2 separate regions of the Manis pentadactyla genome follow, and region 1 is linked to region 2. A link is a contact called in public Hi-C data. All regions are on one chromosome and are shown on one strand. Each heading gives the region's core, a stretch centred on a gene start, on an enhancer-like site or on the middle of the called end of the contact. The rest is flanking DNA. Distances are from core to core; before and after follow the strand shown.

What was found. Hi-C and Micro-C count contacts between places; a contact is called where the count stands out from the background.
Region 1: a contact with region 2 is called in a Hi-C map of blood, with 3 times the contacts expected there. The contact joins the promoter of LEKR1 here to the promoter of SSR3 in region 2. A contact is called at or near these places in 2 of 3 Hi-C or Micro-C datasets (blood and skin fibroblasts).

What each region holds. Positions count from the first base shown.
Region 1 is chr1:89,843,074-89,847,860 of mManPen7.hap1, reverse strand. LEKR1 (leucine, glutamate and lysine rich 1) reads right to left here and starts at 1,661. Exons shown (of 14, transcript XM_057499450.1): 1 at 1,469-1,661; 2 at 586-1,006.
Region 2 is chr1:89,562,895-89,567,245 of mManPen7.hap1, reverse strand. It overlaps SSR3 (signal sequence receptor subunit 3), which reads left to right and starts at 1,650. Exons shown (of 5, transcript XM_036904136.2): 1 at 1,650-1,854; 2 at 3,050-3,176. The coding sequence starts at 1,722.

The DNA of each region.
Region 1 (4,787 bases), core at 412-2,911, 280 kb before region 2:
TCCTTTTAAAATTCCACCCATAAAATTATTTGAGAGCATGAATCTAATGATGGTATAAACAAGGCACCAGTGGAAGTTTTTTATTTCTGTAAATATCATCATTGTCTGTAAATTCGTTCCAACTCTGTGGCCTTACTATACCGAGGGAAATAATTGGCAGTTTTCTTATTGAGGAAAAATTTAAAACAAAATACACTGCCAACCCAGAAAATCCCTCCACAATGAAGAAAGAAACAATTTTATTATTGAATTAGCAGTTAACCAGACTGATGCACAGCACAATCTGCTGAGATACAAAAACAAAGAAATCTCATTTTTTTATACAGCCAAGCAGATATAATCCATTACATACACGTTCTCAAGGTAAATGGTAACTTTGTCTTCAACACAGCTTACTATATATTCTTTCCTAATTCGTTTTAAATTCCCCTGGAAATTGAAGTAGCCATCTGTGCTATCTTAATTGCGTTTGTTCGAAGGAATACATATCGCTAAGACAAAGCAGGCTGTTACTAAAAGTAAGGTGCCTATGCTAAACTCCCAAGGTGATAAGGTGATAGGGGTGCTGTCTTCTTTGAGGCTTACATTTTAAAGAAATGGCTCCCAATTCCTCAAACTGCGTCTTTAAAAAAACTTGCATATATGTATTAAAGGAATAGAGGATACATTCACAAATGTGAGGTTTCTCAAAAAAAGGGGGGGAGTCTCTTTTCCTCTTGGCAACAGTAAAATTTTTAATTTATCCTTACATTATTTTGCCTGTTTTATTGAGCCCCTTTTATTATTTGACATTACACACGCATAGACTGCCCTTCAGCAACAGGTGAGGTAATAACTGACAGCAGCCACGTAGGTATTTGTGAACCCGCAAACAGGATAACGAGGAACATGTCAAAAATTCAGAAATGTCCATGATTATTCACTTCCGATTCCCTTCTTCACACCAGTGTCACGTTGGGTCATTAACTCACGTTCAGCTTTCAGGCCTTCTCATAAAGAACTTCCCCTGGAGTGAATCACCCACAAAAGAGCAGGTCAGAGTCAGGTGAAGCGGAGTTCACGACCTAAAACTTTGCTGAAGAGGCAGGATTTTCCAAATAGAAACCACTGCAAGACCAGCCAAACTGCTGGAAGGGTTTTGAAATCTGTCCCTTTCTAACCCCGTTCCCTCGGGAACCGCGGTGGCAGAAAAAAAGAAGAGGGCGCAGGGGTGAGGCCAAGCCGCGCATTCCGGGGGAGAAGAGGGCGCCGGAGCCGGCGGGCTCGAGGAGACAAAAGCTGGGGCCGCAGAGCGGAGCGGAGGCGAGGCTCGGAATCCCATCCCCTCGCCGCAGCGCCGCGGCTCAGCTTCCGGCCCTCTCCCTGGATGCCAACACGCCTCCGCTCCGGAACTGCATCCCGGGGGACCGGGTCATCCCGGGGGACCGGGTCATCCCGGGGCTCAAGGAAGCCATTCATTATCTCTCACCTACACCTCGATGCTACCAGATGCGAAACGGCTTTCCCGGTCTCCCGGGAGACCGGGCCTCACGTCGGCATGACGTCTGGGCGCAGTGACGTCAAGGCCCACGCCGCTCACCAACGCGGAAGCGGTGCTCTCCCACCCCGCCCGTTCCCCAAGCGCCGGGCGGAAGAGGGATCGTTGGGGGGTCGGGGGCAGTGGCTGCACTTACTCGGAAAGCTGGGGGAGGGAGGGAAAGGGCTTGGAGGGCGGGCTGGAGACGTGGTAGGACTGAGGGTATGGCGGAAGACGTCCCCAGCCCTTTCGTGCTTTGGAGAGAGACACTCCCGGGGGTTCAGGCTCCAGTCCATCTTGCCTATCGTCCCTGGCTCTAGGGTCCCCGAGGCAGACAAAGCAGTGGGCAATTAATTGTTCTTGATCAGAAAGGAGAGTTGCCTATGGAAGAAATGGGTGTAATAGGAAGCTCTGGTCACAGTCACTGCCGCGAAGGGCAAATTAATTGGGAAAGCATTGGTTAAATTTTCATCCTAGTCCAAAAGTAGTTAAGATGAAGGGCTTAGTTCAGAAGGTATCTTGAGAACCCTAGTTCACAATTTGTTGCTTTATGGAAGGCTGCCCACCCTTACACGCGAATTGCTTTCCTTCCTTCATAAAGCTGGTATTTACTGATGACCTACTAGGCGACAAGTACTGCATACCAGGATGGGGTGATGCTGTGACTAACCCAGACAGGGGCTGCCATTGGAATGATTTGCAAGTGACTCATTTGTAGTCCAGATTTCTCCTTTTTAGGGTTACCTGAGGTCCAGAATGCAGCTCTTCGAAGAAAGAAAACCTTTGCAGCTCGCTAGCAGGAAAAGAGACTTGTTACTACTGAATGAAGTTACAGTTGAGTAAATACAAAGAAAATCAGGTAAAACCTATAGACTTAGAGGAGAGGTCAAATAATGCAGAGCAGTACTAAAACAGTAGTCACACTGATGATTGATACCTTTTTATAAGTGAAAATGACATCATGAAGTACTGACACTTCTAAAAGCCTTATTCCACAAAACACTAGATGTCTTCTTTAGATGTACCCTGAACACTTTATCTGATGGATATTTTTGCCCCAACGCCTGCCAGTGACTTCCATTTAATTGGAAAAGATAGGCAATAATTAGGATTGAAGCGAGGATGTGGGGTGGGGCAGAGGACATCCAATGAAGTGTTCAAGGATGGTATGCTTTTGAGAAGCTCAAAGAACTTTCAGAGCTTTTCATTCTTAGCATGTTTTTTTTCTTTGGAGGACAATGAAGGTAGGACTGTTCTCATTTTGTAACACTGGGGGTTTAGATATAGGGCACAAAAAACAACTCATCCCATTTCCATTGAGTGCTTTATCTGGAACAGGAATTGCACACCTAAAGCAAGATCATTCTGTTCTGAGCCTAGTTAGGTAAGTAGTATTATTCATAAAGTTTGGTAAGTAGTAGGCTCCCACCCTTCCTGGAAAGGATGTGGGAAAATACTACTTTGCAAGTCTGATAAAAATATCAGAAAGTCTATCTGAGATTGCTAATTTCAAAGTGAGCTCAGAACTGTGCAAAGGCAGCATGGCAAAATTACAGTTAGCCCAACTTTATTTTTATCCTGTGAATCAGAACACAGTACAATTGCTATCACCTCAAAAGTTTGAGTAAAATGGTTGCAGAGAGGCTTCTCAGGTTAGAAGCAACTATAGCCTTTACTGCTGTTTCTGGGTTCCATCCAATGCAAGTGCAGAATTTTTTTAAAGTCAACATTTATTAGGTAGGCTCTATTTACCAGCACTTCACACACAATATCTCAATTATTTGGAATCCTTCCAAACATAACTCAGATCCTACTTATTGTTCACTTTCACCTAAATGGTGGAAGTGGCCAAGGGTATGGTCCAACGTGATCACAGAAGAGTACTTAGGCTGAATATGAGTATAAACAGAAGCACCTGGGCCGATGTACTGTTGACTCTGCCAGCCAGCCAGTGGACCATCATCCTACTGTGCATTAGTAACATATGTAGATATCAGAGAGGTATTTAATTCCTAGAACTTCACTTCGTCTGAGACTTAACTTTCTTCATAATTTTATGATACAACTTCCAGTTTTTAAAAAGGAAGTCAGCTACAAGTGACCTTGCTTTGTTGTACTTACCTCAACACATTTTATTCCAAAACTGGATTTTCTTTCCTCATACTGTTTTTTTTCTTTAACTGCTCATCAACATTTAAACTTTTAGACTCCTTTGTAAAACCACTTTGTATAGTTTTGTACTGAACCCAGAATGACTCTATCCTGGAAATGGCTTTGACCACAAAATACTGTTTGTGAATTATGCTCTGTATGTTTCTGAATCCATCATATGTGCAGTATAAACAAGTACCTAATAAAATGAAGGTTCCAATGTTTTAGCATCTTTCTCTAGGATTTCAAATGTTTTGTCATCTGTGTACTCAGTTCATTTTAACCCTGAGAATATGATTATTGAATGGAATTTACAATGAGACAAGTCAGGCCTTTAAGTGATACTCTCAAATATTAAAAGTAAACCAAGCACTACAGTGAAACATTTGATGGTTATAAATGTATCCTCTTGTGGCCTGTTCACTCCTGAGAAAAGCTTTACCCCAAAATGTAGTATGTACCAAATACAGCTTAATATCTGTTACATGTTTATTATTAAAATATAATAGACATATAACATATTAGTTCCAGGTGTACATGATTCAATATTTGTATATATTGTGAAGTAATCACCACATTAAGTCTAGTTAACATCCATCACCACGCATGATTACAGTTTGTGTGTGTGTGATGAGAACTTTTAAGAACTTCTTTCTTAGAAACTTTCAATTATACAATATGGTATTATTAACTATAATAACCATGCTATACTTACATCCTCACAACTTATTTTCAAGAATGTATTTAAAAACACACACAAAAGAATAAAGCTCTTACAGCACTGACTTAAAACTCTTGTAATGAATTTGATGCTCAAAAATATGGCACTGATAGTTCTTTAAACTCTCAGCATCCAATGTCTAGTCTATAATAAATGCTAAGGAATTCAAAGACTGAAAAATGTCAACAGCCTTATGCATTTAAAAAACTTTGTAGAATTTGCTTATTTCTGAGATTTCTATAGGATTTTAATGAAGCATCTAGGAGTGTATTTATTTTGATAAGTGATTGGCAGAAGTGATTTCATTCTATCTTTATAGGGATGAAGTTCATTTTCTGTACCTGTAATTTTAGGTAGCTATGGAATTTATAGGAATCAAATTCTAGCAATTTTCCTGTC
Region 2 (4,351 bases), core at 401-2,900:
AGATTGAAAAAGTTGAAGTCGGAAAGTTCCATTAGAATGGAAGCTGTGGTCAATTACAATTTGGATAAAGTGAGGAAGAAAGATCTACAAATTGTTGGTAAAAAAGCTGGAGGTCAATGAAATTTTGTCTAATGTTGGTAATGTAGATGAAAGAAGCTTTTGCTCTTTCATCACCAAGAAGTGGTCGAGCATTATTTTTTCAAGAAAAAATAATTTGGTGGTTATAAATGGCATGAAGCTGTTTTAATCGCATATTCAATTTTCTGAGTTTCAGAGTGAGGCAGGTAATAGAGGGATGCAGGCAGAGTTCAGAGCCCTTGTAAGTTTCAAAAAGCTCCACTACAACTCAGCAATTCAAAAGTACACTCAGACCACAACTGTTTGGTTTTGCCCTATGCAAATGATTGTACTTTCAGCCATTTAAGAGTGAGTTATGATGTCATTAGTTCAGTTCTCTATTTCATCCCCTGAGGGTGGGACCTCCTCCTCTCAGGAGGCAATATAAACCACAGACAACAGAGCCCTGATGTATCCTCCCTTGGAGCCTCTCCTGAGTAGCAGGATCTTTCTCTTTTCATTCATTAAAAGAGCTTCGCTGGTTGCTCTGTACTCGTTTGCTGGCTTCAGTCTTCCTTGCTTCCGAGACACAATTCTGGGAAAAACACTGGCTTTCTCAGCAAGAGGAGGTCTGTCCAGTCAACATGTCTTTACTCAGTATTATGTTTAATTTAGCATGGCTTTGGAGTCCACGTTACTCTAAAGATCTAGCTGAAACAAAGCAACATAAGTGTAGTAATTTGTAAGTGTACTAGACAAAAGTTAAATATTATTTTCATCAGACAACGAGGTTTTTTTTTCAATTTTTAAAAATTTTATCAAATGTACATCACAGTGGTTCAGCAGTCCTCCTCCCCCCACTCCCCTTCCCCTTGGTAATCACTACTCACGTTTCAGTGTCTGTGAAACTAATGCTGTTTTGTTCTTTCTGCTTTCGCTTTATTTTTATATTCTACAAATAAATTAAATCATAGAGACCACGAGTTCTTTAAAAGCAAAAATGCCTTCTTTTTGGTTCAAAGATAGCCTATTATTATGTTGAGAAGAGCCCACAACCTGGAGCCCAGCACTGCCGGTCTCTTACCTCGTTCTTCACCTGCAAAATGGGGACAATGATATGTATACCATAGGATTCTTGAGGATATTTAATGAAATTATGGATGTGTAAAGGAGAAGATATTTGACAGGTTTAGTTATACCTATCTTTCTCCTCTTCCTCCAATGCCCCAGTGCTGGGTACACACAGAGGGTACCAGCTTGATGAATCAATGAATATATGACTCAGGGTCAGAAAAGCTTGTTATTTTGGAATTCCAACTTGGAACACCTCACAGCATACGAGAAGTAGCATGTCAATAAAGTTCCGTTCATTTTTTTTTTTAAAAGGCACCCACTAAACTACAAATCCCTGCCTTCTCTTTCAAGTCGACCAGTCAATTGGCTTGCCAGGAATCCGGAAGTCTGGCCCGCTAGCCCAATCACAAACGTAGCTGTGCCAGGCTGGCCAATCCTGGGGAAGTTTGCTCCCGGCCGCTCCGGGTCCCGCCTCTGCGCGCAGCGGTGACGGGTCGTTATCGGATACGGCGGTCGTGGGGGCGGGGCCAGAGGTCTCGGCCCAGCTTGGCCCCTGCGCTGCCTTCCTGGCTGCCGGCTGCAGCTCTACCATGGCTCCCAAAGGAGGTTCCAAGCAGCAGTCAGAGGAGGACCTGCTTCTGCAGGATTTCAGCCGCAACCTATCGGCCAAGTCCTCCGCACTCTTCTTCGGGAACGCCTTCATCGTGTCCGCCATCCCCATCTGTAAGCGCTGGGAGCAGGCGAGCGGAGAAGGCCGGGGGCGGCTCGGGCAGGGAGGAGACGTGGCGGGGTCGGGGCACCGCTAGGCCCGCGCTGTCGCCAGCTCGCCCCGAGGTCGGGGAATGCATGTAGCCTCTGTGGGTCTCAGTGTTCTCATTTAAGGTGGTGGTGGGGGGTCATCAAGGAAAGTCACTTGTGGTGCTTTTAAAAAGTACGCTTGTTCCCGGGCCCCGCCCCCGGATATTGTGAGCCTCTAGGTGTGGGACGGCGGCCCCAAATCTGTATTTTAAGAAAGTACCGGGTTAAGATCTTGTGTTAGCACTCATGCATATAGCCTGCTGTCTTTCCCCCTCGGCCACAACTGTGGTTTTGCCATACGAGATTTTACACTTTACAATTACTTATTTTTGGGAAACTAATGAATTGGGTTGAGGGACAGGCTCCCATGTGCTGTCACGATGAATTAGAAGTGTTAGCTTTACATGAACTGCTTCACATACATCATTTCCTAATTGGATGCGCGAGTTGAACCAGTGCCAAGGGCTCTCGATCTACCTTGTTTCAACTTTTTAATAATCCTATTAGGGCGATTTTAGAATTCTCACTTGGGTCGAACAACCTTGCAGACTTGGCCGAGTTGTTTTTCGAGCCCGGCTTCCCGAATTTGTATCTCCTGACCCTCACAGAACTGCACTGTTGTGAAAAAAGTAAACAAGATAAATCCAGATTTATTTTATCCTTCGGCCTTATAAAACCCATCGGACAGTTAACGTGGTGTGGAGCCCTGCGCGCACAGTACCGCCTGGATATCAGATAACAGCCACGTCAGCATATAAACTGTGTTGGGACTGCACGTGGTGTTTTAGAATGGCCTGTGCTTAGAGTTAGCATGAATGAAATTTGAACTCTGAATTGTGATTTTGTTGAGCCCGAGTTGTCACTTTAGGAGAAGCAGACATCTCATCTGGACTGGTAATGGGAAGATTATGTTTTTCAAGTGTTCTGAACTGGAAGAGTTTGAGATTGTAATTTTATATTGGATATCCTGCTTCTGAAGATCCTCATACTATGTTGGATTCTGTAACACAGGCTGTATTTTACCGGCCTTATCTCTGATTAACTAACTCAGCACGCCCTTGTAACTGGGTGGTAATATTTTTGTTCCCTTTTGTGCCCCCTCCCTTTTGTCTTAATTCAGGGTTGTATTGGAGAATATGGCATATGGATCTTATTCAGTCTGCTGTTCTGTATAGTGTGATGACCCTAGTAAGCACTTACTTGGTAGCCTTTGCATACAAAAATGTGAAATTTGTTCTCAAGCACAAGTAAGTATATTTCTCAAAGTATGTATTACATATTGCATTTTTGCATAGTAGGATGTCCTCTTAAAGACCATTTGTGTGTATAGGTTTCAGTAAGCATTCATTTGAGCTATATATGTAAATATATTTTGGAGGGAAGGCACATTAGTGCTGTGAATAATTATTCACTAATTGAAGCAGAGACAATACTTGTGACACTGCTATAGAAGTAGGTTTTTGAGGCTGTTAGAACACTTAAACACAGCCTTAATCATGGGTTTTATCAGAAAAACAAACTCACTTATAAATAAATTAACATTTCAGAAGCCAAATGGAATTCTTTCTGGAAAGAATTGTTCTGGGCTTTCCATCTACTATTTTTGGATGTGAAAGAAGTGTTGTTTTTTTGAAATTAAACTGACATTTGTAATGCTAATTACACTTTTTTTTGTGAGTATATGAAAATGTAAAAGATTACCAGATTTCCTCTACCTTAAGATCACATATAAAATATGTCATTATTTTAACAATAGCCTTTGTAAGAAGTACAATCACAGCTCACAACAATATATTTATACATTAATTACAAGCAGTTATATACTCTGGTTTCATAAAGCTTAAAAAAGGGGGGTATTCTAGATTTAAAGAATGATAGTAACATTATTTCACAGTGCCATGATCCTCATGGGAAGGAGCTATAAATTAATGTTTAATTGGCAGAGGTGTCCTTTGAAGCTGCTTTTATGCCGCACTCTGATGTTCCATTCAGGATAGCAGGATATTTCTCTGCTTCCTCAGTGTAGCCTTCTTGGTCCTGCATTTGGAAGTGCTTTCTTAAAGGCAGTTAGAATTTTGATTAACAGATTTCTTGAGAGTGGAATTTTTTTGGTCATAGTTTTGGGTTAATATTAGGTGTTGCCACTGACATAGAAACTCCTGCAGATTTGCAAGATGGTTAAGGATCAAAGACCCAGGCAGTTGGTGAATGAAGTACCAGCATGCTTTGTGTGCACATTGTCTTTTCATTTGCACAATTCCCACTCTAATTTGGATATGGTTTTCTCTCAGATTACTTGAGCAGTCTGCAACCTTAACACAAAAGTTCATGGCCCTCCCTGCCATGCACTCTGTAAAGCATGTTACTCTACGTAATTCTTACATTTCCATGTGAGGTATGGGTATTATCCTTGTCTTATAAG